3 separate regions of the Zea mays genome follow, and regions 1 and 3 are each linked to region 2. The links are chromatin contacts, called in public Hi-C maps. All regions are on one chromosome and are shown on one strand. The core of a region is the stretch at or near the end of the contact, and the rest is flanking DNA. Distances in the headings are between cores, read along the strand shown. Region 1 has its middle 98 kb from the start of LOC103638361. Region 2 holds the start of LOC100191721 (liguleless narrow1). Region 3 holds the start of LOC100382400.

Evidence for each region. Hi-C and Micro-C count contacts between places; a contact is called where the count stands out from the background.
Region 1: a Hi-C map of bundle sheath shows a contact between it and region 2, with 4 times the contacts expected there. The contact joins the enhancer-like site here to the promoter of LOC100191721 in region 2. A contact is called at or near these places in 2 of 25 Hi-C or Micro-C datasets (bundle sheath and endosperm).
Region 3: a contact with region 2 is called in a Hi-C map of ear, with 1.9 times the contacts expected there. The contact joins the promoter of LOC100382400 here to the promoter of LOC100191721 in region 2. A contact is called at or near these places in 2 of 25 Hi-C or Micro-C datasets (ear and leaf).

The regions. Positions count from the first base shown.
Region 1 is chr9:50,704,227-50,707,493 of Zm-B73-REFERENCE-NAM-5.0, reverse strand. No RefSeq gene overlaps it. Among protein-coding and RNA genes, the nearest start is that of LOC103638361, 98 kb to the right of the region's middle. Within about 2 kb of position 2,008, at least 18 of the 20 cell types and tissues checked have an H3K27ac peak or open chromatin away from gene starts, as enhancers often do. A contact at or near this core is called in bundle sheath, where this site is marked.
Region 2 is chr9:50,381,007-50,384,804 of Zm-B73-REFERENCE-NAM-5.0, reverse strand. It overlaps LOC100191721 (liguleless narrow1), which reads right to left and starts at 2,077. Exons shown (of 6, transcript NM_001137150.1): 1 at 1,718-2,077; 2 at 1,491-1,636; 3 at 1,193-1,403; 4 at 651-888; 5 at 395-545; 6 at 1-315. The coding sequence starts at 1,739.
Region 3 is chr9:50,823,030-50,826,449 of Zm-B73-REFERENCE-NAM-5.0, reverse strand. LOC100382400 reads right to left here and starts at 1,745. Exons shown (of 7, transcript NM_001175145.1): 1 at 1,499-1,745. The coding sequence starts at 1,738.

The DNA of each region.
Region 1 (3,267 bases), core at 759-3,258, 320 kb before region 2:
TCATACCATACATCATCATAGCTTGGGCGTCCCAAACCACCCTTGTCTCATACCATACATCATCATAGCATCATCAAAAGCAAAGTTACCATGATTGAAAAAGCAAAGTTACCATGATTGACCACCATTGCAGCAAAATCAACCCAAGGACCTCCCTACACTGACCACTCCCCTACTGCCCTTGCCCCTTTCGGGTAAGGTAGTCATCCACTAGCTTTCCTAATTAGCCAGCCAAGGGCGTCCCATACCACCCTTGTTGTAGCACTGTTTTCCCAGGTGGTTCTCCATGTTCCAATTAACAATAAGATCTTATCATGAACAGTAAATAGCAAATTGATAATAAAAGCCTGATCATGAATAATGTGTATCTCAATACCTAAAACCACATAAAGCAATAGCAGGTACTACCCAAAAGTTCAGTGGTAAACAAGGTATAAAGATAGTCAAACTAGGATAACTTGTTGGGTCCTATCAAAATTAACCTATGCAGATCATAATGATTAAAAGGAACATTATTGGGTAAATAGAAGTGATCAAGGGCACAACTTGCCTTCAACGAGCTCCTGCTCAGCAGTCACCACCTGCTGAACACCTAGGTCCTCAGTGGCTGGCTCGTCTACTCGCAACAATACAAACAAGCACAGGATAGCAGAAATTAACATCACACCAAACAACAGAAAGAATGCATGATAATATTGTACGCATCGTATCGAGATCGTAGGAGAAAGAATCACTAAATTCGAAGTTACGGTTTTCGAGTTCTGATTTTCTGAAGTTATTAAGTGCTTGGTATGGAATAAATTGAGTAGACAATCTTAATCTATGTTTCATGTCTAAAAGGAGTTACTAGGTGGTAAACAATATTAGTACAAAATTAATGCAACTGGAACAGATCAAAAAGGAATTAAAATAGATTTATTATGATTTAATCAAGTTTCTATAATTATTTTAATACAAAAACTATTTTTCTCTATAATTTTATTCCTTTAACTCTTCTCTGGTTTGTGCGCAAAATACCGGAAAGCACAAGGGCTAACTTGTAAAGTTTTACCAAACTCAGGTTACATGTTCCTTGATATGTGGTGGACTGTGGGTTCGATTCAAGAAAACCTAGGGGTTCCTATGCTAATGTGTCTGACTGAAAGGGTATCCTTCGCTAACGGCCGACAGATCGAGCACGTGCGGTTCAGATTAGACTTAACGCATTAGCCGAGGCTGTGAGCAGTAGTCACAACCTCACAGGACAAGAGATCCACGACCAAAGTTCGACCACACCTATGCCCGCGCACGGCCACCCGATTCAAAGTTGACGGTCAGATGTTTATGCGCTAAAGAGGTACGCTAGTTTCTAATCCACACTGTTCACCCCGAATCAACGGTCCAGCTCCCTTCACCTACCCCGACGGCGCGCCGGTGAACAGGAGCGTCGTGGCGGCGCCACACGCCGGCGAACAATTACCGTACTACCGAAGCGCGTAACTACCAACTCGACAGGCTCTACTCAACGACAGTAGACGCGAATAGAAGGAAAAGGTCCATACCTGGTTTCGGATGCAGGCGCGTGGTGGTCACGGAGCGCGGGATCTGGCGGCGGAGAAACTATGCCGGCGAGCAATTGTTGTTTCCTCGGTCGTTGATTGCGCCCGGGAAGAAGTGCTACACTATCCACGGGGTTCCGCGCTGCACCAAGGCTAAACTCCGGTCCACAAGCGTCCTCACGGTTGAATGTCGCCGATGGCGACACACTCTCTCTCTCGGCGTGGTGATCTTGCGTCTCTGGCTAACCCAACGATGGCGACTTCACAAGGTTTAAATGCGGAGCTGGAAGAGCGATCCCAGGGTTCCTTTTTATCACCTCACCCTAGGTCAGAGGAGGGATACGGGCTGCTCCACGTTCCGCGCCGCGGTTCTGTTGCGCCGTGGAAGAAACGATTGACATAGGGGGTCCACCTGCCTATGACCGAAAACCTGAGCGAGTCTGCATGGAATCAAGCGGCTGATAAGCGGGCCCCATGTGACAGAGCGTGGGCAGAGAGACGGGCGCGTACAGCTGGGATTGGGCCAGGTTTAGGTGATTTGGGCCCATGCGAGATTTCCCTGTTTTTTCTTTTCTTTTGCCTTTTCTTTTCCCAATTTTACAAGGACTTAAATCAAATGCAAATATTCAACTTAATTCAAATCTTTGTTGTGAATTTGTAATTTAGATTAAATATTCAATTCAATGATGTCAGTATGAAAAAGCACACCTATATATATTTTTCTTCATAGTGAATATGGGGTTTTCCTTTTCTTCTCTTTCTTTTACATATTATTTCCAAGTTCTAGGGTTTAAATTAGGTTCCACCCTAATTCTCATTGTTAATGCATTTTTATTAATCTTATTATTATTATTAAATGCACAAACAATTAACTCCAACATGATGCACGAATTTTTTTAGGTGTTAGTATAGTTGATTGTTTACTTTAAATAAGGCTATTCCCATGTTGTGATGAGTAGATGGCAAACTATGTTTATTGAGATCAACTCCTTCTTGCTATCTACAAACTGGGTATTATAGGCATTCACCGTTATTGGTCTTAGACAATGTCTTTGTCTCGAGGACCTTCGGCGGGGAAGAAGATCCTCATCACAACAAAGCTTTTCTTATGACGAAGCTCCTGTACCATTCAACAGTACGCTAGAAATAAATGGTTAGTCATGTTTTTGAGGACCTTCGGAAGAGGAAGGCCCCCCAACATATATATATATATATATATATATTTATTGCTTTATCACACATTATTTCTTTTAGAAAAATATCATTTTGAATGTGGGATAAGATTTGAAGAGTTAATTCCAAAATAGATATCCATTACTTACTTATTCTAGGAGAAAATAACGTATTTTCTTTTACCCAAAGTCACTTCATCCTGAACATATTTTTATTTAAGAGCATTCTTTGATTATATAGTTCATGAGGATAATAATTTCTTCTACTAGGTTGAGAATCTTTCTATTTTATCTTGTGTTTACTTAATTTCTTAGTATTACTTCCTTTAAGAGACATAGAAGCAATACCCAAACTCTTAACTCATTCCTAGGGTTACAGAAAACTCTATCAGAAGACCATGACTCAAACTTGACCAAATTGCCCTGTGTCAGTGTTTCGAACCTCGCTCAAATAAGTAAATTTATTGTGCGCATTTCGTGCTCCGGAGGGTGTGCGCGGTGGGCATAAGATTTATTCTGGTTCGAGCAGAATGTCCCTACTTCCTGTCATCGGTAGT
Region 2 (3,798 bases), core at 828-3,327:
GATCATGGTGATGGAGACGTCGTTGATCGACAGCGGAGACGTGGTGGACTCGGTTTTGGTGGTGAGTGGCGGCGCCAGCAAGGAGATGTTCCTGAGCCGCGCGAACAAGGGCGGCATGGCTGGCTCGGGTAACTTGGTGTGGTCGCTGATGAGCATGAGCAGGACGTTGGACATGGTCGGGCGGACGTCGGGGTCCTCCTGCACGCAGAGCAGGCCGACGTGGTAGCACCGCCACGCCTCGTCCTTGGAGTAGGACCGCCCCAGCGACTGGTCCATGAACTCGGCCGCGCGGTCTTCACTCCACAGCTTCCATGCCTGTCAACAAAAAAAACATGTATATAGATTGGCTAACTCCGTTCAGTTCAGATCACTGAATGAAGGTTCAGAATGGTACGTCTTGGATGAGGGACTGCTGGTGTTCCTCGAGGTACAAGGCGCCGTTCCGTTGCCCGCTCAAGATCTCCAGCAGGAGGACCCCGAAACTGAACACGTCCGACTTCACCGAGAAGACGCCGTCCAACGCGAACTCGGGCGCCATGTACCCGCTTCATCGATCGCCACGCAGTCGTTTGCAGCACAAACATGTTCAGGTTTGCAGAGAAGGCAGCATTTTATTCTTAGTAAAGTAAGTAGGGTGCGTTGGGTTTTACTAGGTCCCGACGACGCGGCCCGTGTTAATCGCGTCGGAGTCGTCCTCGAAGATCTTGGCCATGCCGAAGTCGGAGATCTTTGGGCTCATCTTGTGGTCGAGCAGCACGTTGCTGGCCTTGAGGTCCCGGTGGACCACCTTCAGCAGCGAGTCCTCGTGGAGGTACAGCAGGCCGCGGGCGATGCCCAGGATCACGTTGTGCCGGGTGCTCCACCCAAGCTGCGCACTCTTGCTCGGATCTAGGGTTTAATTAAATTAAATTAGTACTAGTACTGATCAACCAACCAAGCCGTATCTGTTGTGATCACTAATTTAATTTGGATGGTAAGCAGAGCACAATTATTAGTCCCGTTGCGCTGTGCGCATCAAGTTACTAGGAGTATAGTACCAGTCCATCCACCTCGAATTAATTAGCTCGTAGTACTAGCTAGACACGAACGGAACATGGAATTTATAGCGTGATGACACCACGCCCACCTACCGTGAGACCTACAGCTACGTGGCCATGGCCCAATGGCGGCAAGGAGCTGTTGGTTCGCTTACCGAAGAGGAAGGCGTCGAGGCTGCGGTTGGGGAGGTACTCGTACACCAGCAGCTTCTCCTCGCGCTCGGCGCACCAGCCCAGCAGCCGCACTAGGTTGCGGTGCTGCAGCTTGGCGATGAGCTCCACCTCGTTCCGGAACTCCGCCGCGCCCTGCCGCGACCGCGCTGACAGACGCTTCACGGCGATCTCGGAGCCGCCGCTCAGCACGCCCTGCAAATCATGCATATTGCTATTAGATGTAGAGTAACAAAACAGCTAGCTGTGGCCACATCCATCGACCTTGGGTTGATTTCTCACTCTGTAGACGGGGCCGAAGCCGCCCTCGCCGAGCTTGTTGGCCTTGGAGAAGTTGTCGGTGGCAGCGAGGATGGAGGCGAGGTCCATGAGCGGCAGGTCCGAGCTCGACCGCCGCCATAGGCTGTCCAGCAGGGATCTCCGGATGGCTGAACAAGAGGGCAGGGATCATCCAATGTTAGAAACACACGCAGCAGCAGCGGATGGAATGGAAAGGAAAGGAAAGCCACCAGCAGAGCGCAGTTTCACCATTGCGCTTCCGCCACCGCCAGCAGTAGACGCAGTAGAGCAGCGTGCAGACGATGACCGTTACCAGCACGCCCACCATGATCCGCATCGCGTCGGGGCTGGAGCCCGAGCCGTGCGACGCCGCATCGCCCGCGGGCGCCGGCGCCGTGCCCAACAGCCGGCGCTGCGCCATGCTTCTACCAGCAGAGACTTGTCCGATCCTGCTCTCTGTACACACCGTCGTCGGAAGAAACCGGATGGAATGGAAATGATGATTGAGGCTACGGGCCGCCGGCGCTAAAGGAGCGCAACAAAGTGTGGAAACGAGGGGCACGCAACGCAACTGGGGGAAAAGAAGTGAGAATGGGGAGAGGCGGGCGGGGCGGAGCCGAGCGCGACCGCACTGTGAGTGTGTCACCCGTCGCGTTTGGCCTTTTGTCCTTGTCAGCACCTGCAGTCGGCGGATACCTTTGACCCAGCGACAGGTGATGCGCGTGTCCATCCGCAGCACGACTGCACGAGTACAGCTGAAAACGGGACGGTACTATGATAACTAATATATTTTAACCGAAATCTAATATGCGTATAATTAAGACGAGACGAATATCTAAAGACCAAATATTTATTCGAGTAGATAAATAACAAATACAAATATTATTTTTGTCACTTATTTCTTGTTCCTGACGGCAGATGGACAGTAGGTTGTACTATATGATAACTAATATATTTCAACCGAAATCGAATATATGTATAATTAAAACGGGACGAATACCTAAGGACCAAACATTTATTCGAGTAGATAAATAACAAATACAAATATTATTTTTGTCACTCGTTTTGTATTACTAACGGTAACAAAAAAAAAACAAGGCAGCACACATGACCGCATTTTAAGCTTCTCCCTTTATTTGACTAATTTTTAAGAGTCAATCAAAGAGAGAAGATGGAAACACAAATATTTAACGATACCAATTAGCCATAAAATATAAAGAATGAAACAATTTACTCATCTCAATTCCTTATCGGATTTGCTCCATTCTTACAACATAATGGATGGTTACAGGTATACCTTTGATTTCACTCATAAAGACTCGAAGGTGTTAGAAGGTATCTTCGGAGGTGGAGCGAATCGGTGTTCATGGACTCTAAAAAAGTGTGTCCAATGCATGATAATGTTCCTCTATTTATAGTCGTGAGTTACAGCTTCGTATGAAATTACAAGCATGTTAATAATGTTTACACACATGGATCTTAAGTCATGCGAGGGTGAGGAATATCGTGATTTTTTTACCGAAGAAGATTCTTCCAAATCCTAGTCCCCTTTGGTCATTGATCACCTTTGCGACATGTCATGCCTGCCAATGTTCATGAAGCTCTCCGTGCCATGACTAGGCCACTTTTGTTGTAGCCGTAGTCTTTGTCATGTTTCGGCACTCAGTGGCCATCGTGTCTGCTCCTTTTCGGAGATTGTCAAAAGCAGTTATGTTCTCACTAGGACAACTCGGGACCTCTAGGACCCCCAAAGGGTCATCTTCGACACAACATTGGATCTTTGGCTTCTACCTCAACGAATTAGAGGATTTTTGTCTTTGGTCGAATTTCTTCTCCTAAGAAGCAGGCTAATTTGGTTCCTAGACCTTCAATGTTCTCTAGAATTTAGTTCGATCTTGGTGTGGCTAGCCCCGGGCAACGCTTGTCCTAGGCTTTTCTTTCGGTGCTTGGCACACGTGGATTTAACAGGTTTTCTGATCTGGACCAAGATGTGCATGGTTCCCACAATTGTTAGAACCCAAAGATTCAATTTTTGAATTGGTGTGTCAGTTGTCTCCACTTTGGTCATAGCTAGGATCTTTGTAGTGGCCTAATCCAGTGTCATGCCTATCTGCAAGTGGGCCATATCACTTCGCCTTATGCTTGCTTAGGTAGGAAGCCCATATATTGGACAACCCGGCCACTATGTCCATTTGATACCTTTAATGGAATCAATGAGGATAACTGGTGACATCTTAATGTCTATAGATTGTTTTGAGACAGTATACTTTTGTTGGGGGCATCGACGGTTGACCCACCATTTTATCACTCA
Region 3 (3,420 bases), core at 496-2,995, 440 kb before region 2:
TATATTCGAACGGTCTGGCCGTGGTTAGTGGAGTTGACATATTGCACAAGGGTTGTAACTTGTAAGGGGTGGCTGTCCTGTATATGAGTTCATCGACATATCATATAATGATTGAGCTTGTAAGGGTCCATTTTGTAACCGATGAATTAAGCATGGATATCTTGGTGCTAACCTCATGTGATAGAAAGCTAGGCATAGTTTGATTTGTTGCTCTTTTGAATCACGAAAAACTAGGAAATGCTAGATACAGACAGTTTTGAATTTGGAAAAGGTTGACACAAAAAGATGCGAAAAGATGGCAAAACTGACTTGTTCAAATCCCAAAGTCTCTAGAAGCTAGATTCTTGAAAATTGCAATCCAAACATGCCCTAGCATCCATTCGACTGCCTCCCCTAGCTGTGACACATTTATTGCGTATCCCCATTGAATCTAGTTAGGGCATGTACAATCCTGAGACGATGGAATGATTTTCTATGTATAAGAGACAACAAAAAAACTACATTGTACAATCCTGAGCCCCTGAATCATAAATGTAGTTAAGAGACAATGTATATGAAAAATTGTGTAGAGACGGACTCTTCACGAAGAGCAGATTCCTTGTATTTTTTCAATTAAATCCCTAGGGCCCATATTAAATAGGGTTGTACACGCCCTTATATGCAAGCACCAATTAAGGCCTTGTTTAGTTACATGAGAATTAATGGGGGATTGATAGAGATTAAGTCCCTTTCTATTCAATTTTAACTAGCAATGTATTTAATCCTCTACAATCCCATCAATCCTCTTATATCGAATAAGCCCTAATGTGTATACATCAATTAACTGCATATCCATGATTGTGTCAATTATATATGGTGCTAGCACCTACTGTGGCCATAGGCGAAAAGAAAGAAAAATGCAGCTTACAAATTCACGTAAAGCATATTTAACAAATCATCTGCTGCAATATAGTAATTGGGGAAAGGCCAGAAAACATGTCTACCATCGAGAAAGATCTCACAACGGCCACACATGAGGTTCCGAAAAAATATATAAATTGGAGACACACATCAGATACTAGCTAATACTTTACTGTAAAGAAGGTAGTACTATATTATACAGAAAGATCAATGCAAGTTCCTCACTAGTAGACGGCGTCGAAGAGTCAAAAAGGCAAATGGTTTTTATAGCAACTAGCGTTTATTAATATTTTGGGACTCGGCATTCGTTGATCTTCCTCCCGAAAGAGAGGATGAAACGTAGTGCAGCAACTGTGGCCTAGACACCGACACTTGAGAAAACAAGAACTCGCGACGCGAGCAGTGACCGCAAAACCAACTGTTCATGAGTGGCCAAGTAATTAATAAGGACACCAACTAACTGTGATTCGATCGTCTTATGCATTGGAAATCACATGAGACGAGCAACTAGTACCAGTATACATAGGCAGAACAGGGTCATTCAGCGCATGGAATGGAAGTGAAGTGAGTAGAGGAGCTGTGGTGTGTGGTTACTTACCAGCAGGCTGAGGCCGGTGACGGTGGCGAAGGAGTTGGCCATGGATGCGCCAGCGAGGGGCAGCTCTCCAAGGTGTCCCACGTACATGACGGAGATCATCTGGATCACGTTCTGCAGGAGCGCGCCGGCGATCATGGGCCCAGCCAGCCATAGCTGCTTCTTCAGCTCCTCGCGCACGCTCAGGCTCTCCTGCTCGTCTGCCGCTGCGAGGAGCGCTTCCTCCACTGGCTTCTTCGCCATGGCTATCTATCTATGCGCCGCCAGACACTGAACGGAACCGTCTTGGCTCTGCCTCTGCCTCTGCCTCTGCTTCTGCCTCTATTATTGTGTTTCAGCAGTCAGCAGTGGAATGGTACTACTGGACGAACAATTTCCACACGGCTCTTGTATTCCTGACACTGACAACAGCTCCAGTACAATAAAATGATACCGCGAGCAAGCGATTCCAAACAGGCAGCTCGCAGCTGCAGCTCCAGCAGCGCTGTCAGAAGGCGGCAGTCAACGCAACGCAACAAGTAGCAGCAGATGCTGTGAGACGACTAGAGGAATGAATGAAAGCCAATCCTATTTTTCTGCCAAACACTAAAAATAAATAATTCACTTTAATTAAGATGAAGTCAATGCTTAAACTAAAAGCACATTAGTAAATCAGTGATGTTACAAAATATTTCTATGACTCACATGAGACCAGCAAAACAAACGGATCGAAAATCGGACAATGAAAAGTCGGAATCGGTCTAAAACCGTGTCGTGTACAACAGAATAATTGCTGAATTCAGCAGCACAAAATTCTGTTCTCAAATGTCAAACTGAACCAAATAAACGCCGATTGAATTGAAATTTTACACACAGCTAGACAAATATGTTTCCAAGGTCTCCACAAATTTTGAGCTTCAATCGAACTTGTGAATCAACCACAGATCTGAAAATACGAACATGATTGGTCTTTTGTTGGGGTTTTCTAGAACGAACGAGATCAGCTAAGATCATAACCACAAACTACACTAACAGGGCGTAAAAAGTGATAGTATGAGTATATCTCACCCACCAATCAAATCCCAATAGCACCTAGAACACAAGAACTCGATAGTACTTCTCAAATCAACAAGAGAATGGAAGTGAAGAACTCAAGAACACAAGACTTCAAAAATTCAGCAAGGAAACAAACTTAGATTGAAGTCAACCAAAACCTGTGGGTCGAACTGGCGACCCTTTCTCGGATTAATCATTACAGATTACAAGGCACAGTCGACAAACAAAATCACTGCAGATCTCCTGGCTAAACTGGTGAAAACCTAGAGGAAAACTAGGAGTTCTAAAACAAGAGCCAAATTAAACTAAGCCAAAGAGATGCTGAACTAATCAGACCTCCTCTCTATTTATAACGAGTTATTTCTATTTTCTAGTCTACCCTATTTACATAGAGCTTATCCACACCCCCGGGGTGAAATGGACCAACTCTTGGAGTTTTCATCTGACGGCCACACACTTCACATGGAGTTGCTTCGCCTTAATGCACCATCCGTGACCACGCCACTGTCGCCTCCAGTTTTCACCGAAATTGCCACCATCGGGTTTTAAGGCCAAACCCAGTTGAAAACCTGTCATCCGTAGCGCTGGGTGGTTTTAAGGCTCAACCACCGAAATTGTCGTGAGTATAGCACTGTGTGGGCGCCCCCACGTCCTTGACACGTGTTCCACCAGTCCTCGACCGTGCCGACGAGATGGCTCGCTTCGTCACATCCTCACGTGAGTGTGTGTCCTAGGTGTCAGCCACCACGACTAGTCACCCGACGACCCTGGTCCCTCGGTCAAGTCCCGGCGCTCGTCCTTCACCGCTCCTGGTCCATCGACACGAACCCGCACGATCTTCACCTCCGCCGTTGACCACCATCCCTGTGCTCCACATCTGCACACCATAA